Linked DNA regions of Cricetulus griseus: region 2 is linked to region 1. Evidence: chromatin contacts called from public Micro-C data. All regions are on one chromosome and are shown on one strand. The core of a region is the stretch at or near the end of the contact, and the rest is flanking DNA. Distances in the headings are between cores, read along the strand shown. Region 1 overlaps Slc22a23 (solute carrier family 22 member 23). Region 2 overlaps Pxdc1 (PX domain-containing protein 1).

Region 1 (3,801 bases), core at 603-3,102:
TGCTGACGTAGTGCATGGAACCTTTATAACTTTTTCATTCGGTATTATGAATAATGGTAGGCGCCTACCATTATTCAAAATACCAAACACAATGCAAATGCAGTGTAAATAGGTGTTTAGGGGGTCCTGGTAAGGACTATATATGTCCGGTAGCCATGGTTTATTGGGTATGGGTGTTTGGGATTAAACACAGGGCTGTGTTCATGCTCAGCACATGCCGTGCCATTGAGCCACACTCTGGTGCATCATTTCCTTAAACAAATGCTGTCTGTTTGTGGGGATGGACAGTAATTCTGTCTCTCTGTGATGCCTTGTCTTGAAGCAACATCAGGGCAGAAGACAGACATGGGGACCCTGCTCAGAGGGAAGAGTCTCAAGGCCAATCTGATGCACACCATCTGGACCAGAGTAAAGAGATAGGGCCGCCTGAGTAGAGGCAAGCAGTAGTTAGTAGATACAAAAGCAGGGAGAGTGCATGGGGCAAGGACAAAAGTCCATCACCAGAACTCCATGGACTGGTGAGGAATTATGCAGACTGTCAGCTCGTCAGGATCGCCTGCCCATTCTCTTCCCTTTGTCCTGTTGTTGTGAAGAAAGGAAGCCACTGTAGGCTGCAGGAGCTTCTACCTTCAGCTTCTAGATAACAGTGGGAAGAAAAGGTGATCCACCATAATAAAAGTCACTGGTTATTTCTAGATCATGTTTGAATGCCCAAGTCACTTCTGTCCAAGATGGAGAGAAACTGGGGAGAAAGGATGGAAACCGGTTTTTCCTAGCCCGTCTTCAACTCACCTAATGCCCAGAGCCTAGGAAACAAATCTCAGAAGCTGCTGCCTGGCTAGAGGTAAGCACAGTGGTCTGGAGGCTAAGTGGCTCCCCGCTATAGACCAAATCAAATCTTATTTCCATCCTGTGCGTAGGTGTTAGTATTCAGGCATCTGTACTGGCCTGTCCTTGGGGTTCTGACGGGATACACCCTCAGCTGCAGCCACTAAGAGCACCTCCTATGCACATTCACTATGTTCCCCTTTTAAAAGGGCCCTGACCACCTTCCATCCTTCTCTCTCTCTTCCTTTCCCTCTCCCTCTTTCCTCTCTCCTACTGCTCCTGTCTCCAGAGGCCAGTCTCCTCCCTTCCCTTTCCCCTTCTTATGATCCCTTTCCCTAATTAAAAAAAACCCTCTGCATGAACCCTGTTGCATGGTGTCTGCCTTTTAAATTTTCTTAAATTACAACAGTGGGTGGTATGGAAGTTGCATGTTTACCCAGTGACTCTCATGAGAATTCTTCATTGGCGTATTTGCAAGGAAAAGCTGCAAAAAACACTGGTGGGAAGAGTTCCCAGAGACTCTTTCAGCCTGGCTAGGAACTGGACTCAGTTTCCTTTTGCCATCTGCAGGTACAAAACATCACCCAGGGCCAAATATTTTTCTTGTTTGTCATCTTGGCAAGCTGAACATTAGGATGTATTTGTTCAATTTCTATCCCCAAATAATTTTTCCAGATTTGTATCAAAGAGGAAAAGGATACCACATTTCTTTCATTCTCACCTGCTAAGCACACTGACAAGGAGGCCAGAATTAAGGGGTGTCTTCCCCAGACAAGTACAGAGAGTCATGCAATGGCTGCCAGTGGCTACCAGAAACCCGGGACTAGTGGAGACTTGTGTTCTATCTGAGAGATTATCTTTCTGGATTCTTTTATAAAGGATGGGATTTAGCTAGGCGGGGAAAGAGTAAGTTGCTGTGTGCCTTCGGTGTTTCACAACTGCAAGCGCAAAACAAGCCTCTGGTCCATCTGCCTTTGACTCATGCAGAAGGCAGGAACTAGAGGGCTTACTAGCTGCCTAATTGCTTTTCCCTAAATATACAATGACTAGGTATTTTATTACAGGAACCAATAGCCAGCAGCCTCAGCTTGTATTATAAAAATCCAAGAGAGTGAGTCAAAATGAGGTCATGAGAAAATTCTGTTGTCAGCAAGGAGGTAAGTCCACAGTCCTGTCTACCTGCTCCCCGAGCTGGAGCCGTCCCAGCACCGGAGGGCCTGAAATAATTAGTCTCTCGGAGTCCCATCTGAATGTAACGCCTGCCTGCTTGTTCTTCTGAAGGGTGTTATCGTGCTGACTTCTGGGTTTCAGCTCACAGCTGAATAACAACTGCCCCCTCACAATTTCAAAAGAGCATGTGTGTGAGAAATGCTAATGCAATTCTAATAAGGAGCTCCGTGTGATCCATGCACGCCCTGCAGTACAAGCCTGCAGCACAAGCCCTGCAGGGGGAATAAGTGGCAGCTGCAGTGAAGTCGCTTACTGAGAATGCTTTGGGATTTGTACCTTTGAATTAGGAATATTTGCATACACAACTTGAGCTATCTTGGAGTAGGGAATCCCAGCCTAAACACAGATTCGTTTATGTCTCCCATATGCTTTGTGGAGCCTGAGGGTCATTTTATACAATATTTAAAACAATTTTGTCCACTAAACAGAAGTTTATGGACAAATGCTGTTTGTCCCATTGACATTTTTTTTTTCTTCTGCCACATCAAAACAAAAAAACAGTGTTGGGTTGGGAATGTTTTAGATGTCAGGTTTTGGGCTTCAGTAGTGTTCACCCTGTGTTAGGAGGAAGGTGTCTGGTAGAGGGGACTCAGTTAGGTGATGCTCTTTCAAATATCCCCCAATTTTATTATACTACAGTCCCAGTGGGATCAAATGCACCACTACCCAGGTACAGTAATCCCACTTTACAAACAAACACTTAGGACCTCTTATGAGGGAAAGACAAACTTTTCTCAGACCTGGATCTGCACGGCCTTACTTACCTACCTAGCCTAATGCTGGCAAAGTATTAGGCCCTTGATTTCTTTCTTAACTAAGTCATTGATATAATTTTGGATTAGTGATTAGGTTCTCAGGCCAGGAAGAAAAAAAGTTCTATCTAACAGTTTTCTAATTTGTTCATATATATGGCCTAGTCTGACCTTGGATTCTCTGATTCTTTGGCTTCCTCCTCCCAAGTGCTGGGATTGCAGGCATGCAAAACTAAAACCAGTTTACGGGGCGCTGGGGATTGAACCCAGGGCTTTGCTCATGCTAGGCAAACACCTCAGCTACATCCCCAGTCCTCATCTTTTTGCTGAGATGGGGTCTTGCTGTGTTGATCATGTTGGCTTGGAAGTCTCTACCCTCCTACTGCAGCCTCCTGAGAATCTAGGATTACAGGTGGGATGTACCTACCTTCTCTTTTGTCTGAAATAGCTTGGTCCTGAGTCAGTCAGTGGACAGCGCTTTTTACCACAATTCAGCAAAAGTGATTTACTTATTACTCCCCTTTCTATTTCTTGTCATGTTTCCTGTACCTTAAACAGTTCCTTGTCTCCCCTGGTAACTGTCATGATGGGACCTAGGGTTGAGTTCCCACCTGACCCTGAGAGTCAGGGTGAAGCAGATCATCAGACAGTGAGTCAGGCAGGCAACATGCCCTGCACTCCACCACACCCTGGTCCAGAGGCCTAGGTGGGGCAGAACTGATGACAGTTCTTACACACAGGCTGCTCTAGACATGGACCAATCTTGAGTTCTGAGAAGAAAGTCCTGCATTATCCCATCACCCACCTTATCACTGTGGGGGTGATCTCTGCACAGAAGAACACGCTGAGGCTCCCCACTGCATGGGATGCAAACATGCCCACGATGGAAAATGCGATGGAGAACTTGTCCTTGACGCTGTCACTCATCCCTGGGTAAGAATCCAAAGAAGGAGGCCATGAGGTAGGAGAGAAGGGAAGAGAACAGAAGCCA
Region 2 (4,148 bases), core at 605-3,104, 430 kb after region 1:
CTGGGCAGGAGCTGATGGACTGTGTCCAGTGAGTGGATCATTGCAGCTTCTTTGTTTACAAGTGGCTAACAGGCGAGGCCTCCGGCTAGGGTGGGTGGCTCTGTGGAATGCTTTGCACACAGCTGGTATATCACACCCAGCTCCCTTCCTTACTACCTGCTGGGTCGCTTCTACTTCAGTCATTCACCAAGGGGGACAATAGTGCTAAGGAGTTCCGCCTGACCCTCCAGGTTCTTAGTTCCCCACATCAAGCTCACAGACTCAGTCTGTGAGCTCCAGGGAGATGGAACTGAACACTGTGAGTTCCAGGGAGACGGAACTGAACACTGTAGCTGCCAATGATGCTGACACAGCCCCTGGCTTCCTGGCGCCTGTTAAACCTAAGCAAGAAGAATGGGTTCTGAGGCAAGGGAAGAAAGCAAAGCCTGCCACTTCTGTAGAAAGCCTGTTCCCTCCTGCCTCACACCACATGACTTGAAAGAACCTAGCAGAGCCCACAGAAGTCTTCCTTCCCTTGATTGTCTGCCAGTGAAACAGTGAGTGAGATACAGGGAGCTGTCTTTAAGTCTGGGTGGTGATGGCCACTCTGGCCTCCCTGCCCCCCCAGACGTCTTGCTCACCTTACATGGCATGCTGATAACAGTCTCCAGCAGCTTCTCGACCTCATTGAGCCTGGTCTCTATGTCATGTGCTTCCTTGATGGCAAGCAGTCCTAGAGCAGAGACAGAAACATCCAGGTCAGAGAGGCGAGCAGCCTATGATGACATAGGTAACACATACACAACAGGTATCCCACGCTAAGGACTCCACCACGATGTCATCTGCCACAGCAAAATGTCCTATTCCTAAAATATATATGTCTCAATGTCTGCCATGGATTCTTGAACCACACATAGAGCCAGACCCAAAATGATAAACATTTTCTTCCATAATTCAGCCCAAATCAAATGCCATGGCCATAGCTGTAGCTTCCGCAGTCTGAAGTGAGATTGGAAAACTGCCATGAATTTCACCTCCACAGTTTCACAGACAGACAATGCCCTCTACGGTAGATCTTAGCCACCTCTGCCTGCATTGGTGGGGTTTGCTTTTGGCTTTGGTCTCCTTATTCAGGTGAGATTATTCACCTCTTCTCTTGAAGAGGGGCTCCTTAGCTTCTCTTTGCGTGCCCCTCTGGCCAGCATCACTACTTCCCCACTTTATGACCGGCACTAAGCAAAGCAGGGGTCCTAGGACCCTGAGCACTGAGACAACGAGACAGCTGCTATGGCTGGCGGTGGGATGGCATACACATCGTGAAGACAAGAGACAAAGGAACCATTCTCATCTCAGGAGAGGCAGGGTGAGGTGGCTTAACAATTCATCATGCTACCCAGAATGGCAAGCAAACTGAAACTTAGGAATTACTTGTTTTGTAAACTTTCGCTTAAAAGAACAGAAAGGCAAGGCTGAGATAAAGGAGACTCGGCACTCACTCAGCCTGTGTGTGTGCCAAGTGCTAACCTGTGAGGCCTGTGCTACCCCTGCCCTGCGAAGCACCATCGACGGTGTATGACTCTGCTGTAAGTGAAGGCACACATCCAAAAATGACAATGGAAGGAGGACAGCCCTGCAGTGGGACATTCTGGGGCCATGCCACTAATACCGGGACACAGCCAGAGACCCCTCAGTTGCCATCAATATGATGACTGAACAAGGGGTGTGTGGCCCAGGACCTACCAGCCCTGATGACATAGGCAAGGACTCACTCTGCCAGTGACAGTTGCCCACACCGCAAGGTCTGTATGAATGGAGTCCATATTTAGTCATCTAAATGCAATGGGTAAAAAGACCTCAGAGAAAGCCCATGTGGGCATGAGTCATGGCCCTCTCCAGGAACCCAAGCACCAGTGCTTGTTATAGGCACCACAGAGTGGTTACCACAGGCTCTGACTGGCTGTTGGGCCATGCAGTATTTTATTTTTAAAATCTTATGGCTTAAGGCCATACTTGGGAGATGAGAAGTTTTCTCTGTCTCCCATGAACAATACAAATATAAGACTTCCCACTTTAGCTTCTCTCACCAGCTTTCAATGGATGGAATTATGACTCCTTTGTATACTAGCTTTGTCCAAGGCTCTGTATGGCCAGAATGGCACAATCCCCAGGATCTGCAACAGAACCCCAAAGACCCAGATCCCAGAACTATGGTCAGTCCCCAAAAGTTTCTCTCAGGTTCTTGTCTGGCTTTGTTCACAAAAGGCAAAGTGTTAAGGTTTTAAGTAACTGACCACCTGGATCAACAAACACGATCAAAGTAATTTCTAAAAACAAGCTGAAATTAGGAGGCACCAGAACACACCGTTCCTGAGAGCTCCTACCCGAGAGTCCCCAGATGTAATGAGAGGACATTTCTAAAAGGCTAACCTAGGCTACCCCTAATGTCCACACCAGTGCCTCCTTCATCTGGCCCTCCAGGTGAGCAAGTACCCCTGCTTGTTGATAGCACTTTTTGATCCCGTCCCTTCTTCCTCCCTCTCCCCCTCCTCAGCCATGGAATGTGCAAAACCCAGAGGTGACAGAGCGGGTTGTGACTGCTCCACTGGAAAAACCTCAGGCTTCATATACACTGCCCACATTCAAGGACAACACCCTAGCCATCCCTAGAGGAAGGAACTCAGCCATTCCCTCCCTCTCTTCCCAAGCCCCACCCTAACCCTGTCTGTTGAAGAAAGGAAAAGCAAAGCAAAGCAGAAAACATCAGAGTGCCAGAGTTCCTGAATGTCTGCCCAAAGCCCTGAGCTGTTCAAAGAGAGAAATAGTCATATGTGGCATGATGGTGTGTTTGGGGGACCATGTGACATGAATGACAGTGGTCTATAAGAGATATCACCTAGAAACAGCACAGCTGGCTCAGCTGGTGTAAACATACTCATGGTGTCCACACAATGAGAGAAGTCAAAGGCTCCTTTCTCCTTTCTCTCTGTCATTAAGAGGGCGTGGCTGCATGCATACATGAGGATGAGGATGCAAGAGGGTGTGCCTGTGTGCACACCCAAGGATGAGGATGCAGGACTCTTCTTTGTACTAGCCCACTTTGAACATCCTTCCTTGCTACAGAGTAGTCTGCAGAGGACAGAGCCAAGTCAAAACTCCTTGGAAAGTGTAAAGAAGAAAAAAGAAAATCATATAACAGTCCCAGAGAAGGCTGCTTCCTTCAAAGAAGTAAAGCTGTCTTCCGGTTTCCCAGAACTACAGTCCTAGATGGGAGTCCATCACGCTGACACAGCAACTACTTTTATTCTCTGAAAGCGTGGTCCATAGGAAACCATCTTCCTGTACAGCCAGTGTGCAGCTGGTGTGAAGCCAATCTACACCACTTCACGAGGTAGAAGCATCTGTCTGGGTTCTCAATGAAGGAGCTTTGATTGTGGATCATTAGCTGTGATGACAGAACCCTGGTTACATCTTTGTTTCTCTTAGTTGGGTTTACACCTGCCAATGGAGAGGTAAATACACTCTGCTCTAGCCAGTGTAGTGGTTTGAAAGAGAATGTCCCCAGATAGGCTCAGAATGTTTGAACACTCAGTTAGTGAAACTGGGGAGGTCTAGTAGGTGTGGCCTTGTTGGAGGAAGTATGTCACCAGAGACAAGCTTTGACTGTTTAAGAACCCACGCCATGTTTAGTTCTCTCTCTTCTTGCTTACGGTTCAAAATGTGAGCTCTCAGCTCCGGACCCCTGCTGCATGCCCACTGCTCGCTGCCATGCTATCCCAGCCATTTTGGACTCTGGCGCTATAAGCACACATAAGCTCCTCCTTCCGTGAGTTGCCTTGGTCAGTATTTTAGCACAGCAAAATCATCTATATAAATCAGTATTTCAGGACAGTCAGATTTCACAAGGAAAAAATAGAACATCCAGTGAACTGTAAATTCCAGATAAACAAGAAACACAATAGTAAAGGCTGATCTACTGAAAATACTGTTTGCTGTCTGTCTCATGTTCAACATGAACTTCATGCCCTGCCATGACCAGGCTGCAGTAGAGAAAAGCAAGGGTACCCCTCAGGCCTCTAGAAACAGCATTAGCATATTGACCCTGCTATTTCTCACAGCTGTGGGACAACACTGAGAAACAGGCCCCGTTGGCCAACAAGTCTCCAATGCCC

Evidence for each region. Hi-C and Micro-C count contacts between places; a contact is called where the count stands out from the background.
Region 2: a Micro-C map of the CHO-K1 cell line shows a contact between it and region 1, with 10 times the contacts expected there. The contact joins two enhancer-like sites. A contact is called at or near these places in 7 of 8 Hi-C or Micro-C datasets (the CHK-Q cell line, the CHL-YN cell line, the CHO-K1 cell line and 3 more).

Annotation. Positions count from the first base shown.
Region 1 is chr3:254,010,204-254,014,004 of CriGri-PICRH-1.0, forward strand. Slc22a23 (solute carrier family 22 member 23) reads right to left here. Exons shown (of 10, transcript XM_035442910.1): 9 at 3,616-3,739. Among named protein-coding and RNA genes, the nearest start is that of Psmg4, 21 kb to the left of the region's middle. Within about 2 kb of position 1,853, at least 2 of the 6 cell types and tissues checked have open chromatin away from gene starts, as enhancers often do. A contact at or near this core is called in the CHO-K1 cell line, where this site is marked.
Region 2 is chr3:254,435,502-254,439,649 of CriGri-PICRH-1.0, forward strand. It overlaps Pxdc1 (PX domain-containing protein 1), which reads right to left. Exons shown (of 5, transcript XM_027409265.2): 2 at 621-712. Among named protein-coding and RNA genes, the nearest start is that of Pxdc1, 13 kb to the right of the region's middle. Within about 2 kb of position 1,855, at least 3 of the 6 cell types and tissues checked have open chromatin away from gene starts, as enhancers often do. A contact at or near this core is called in the CHO-K1 cell line, where this site is marked.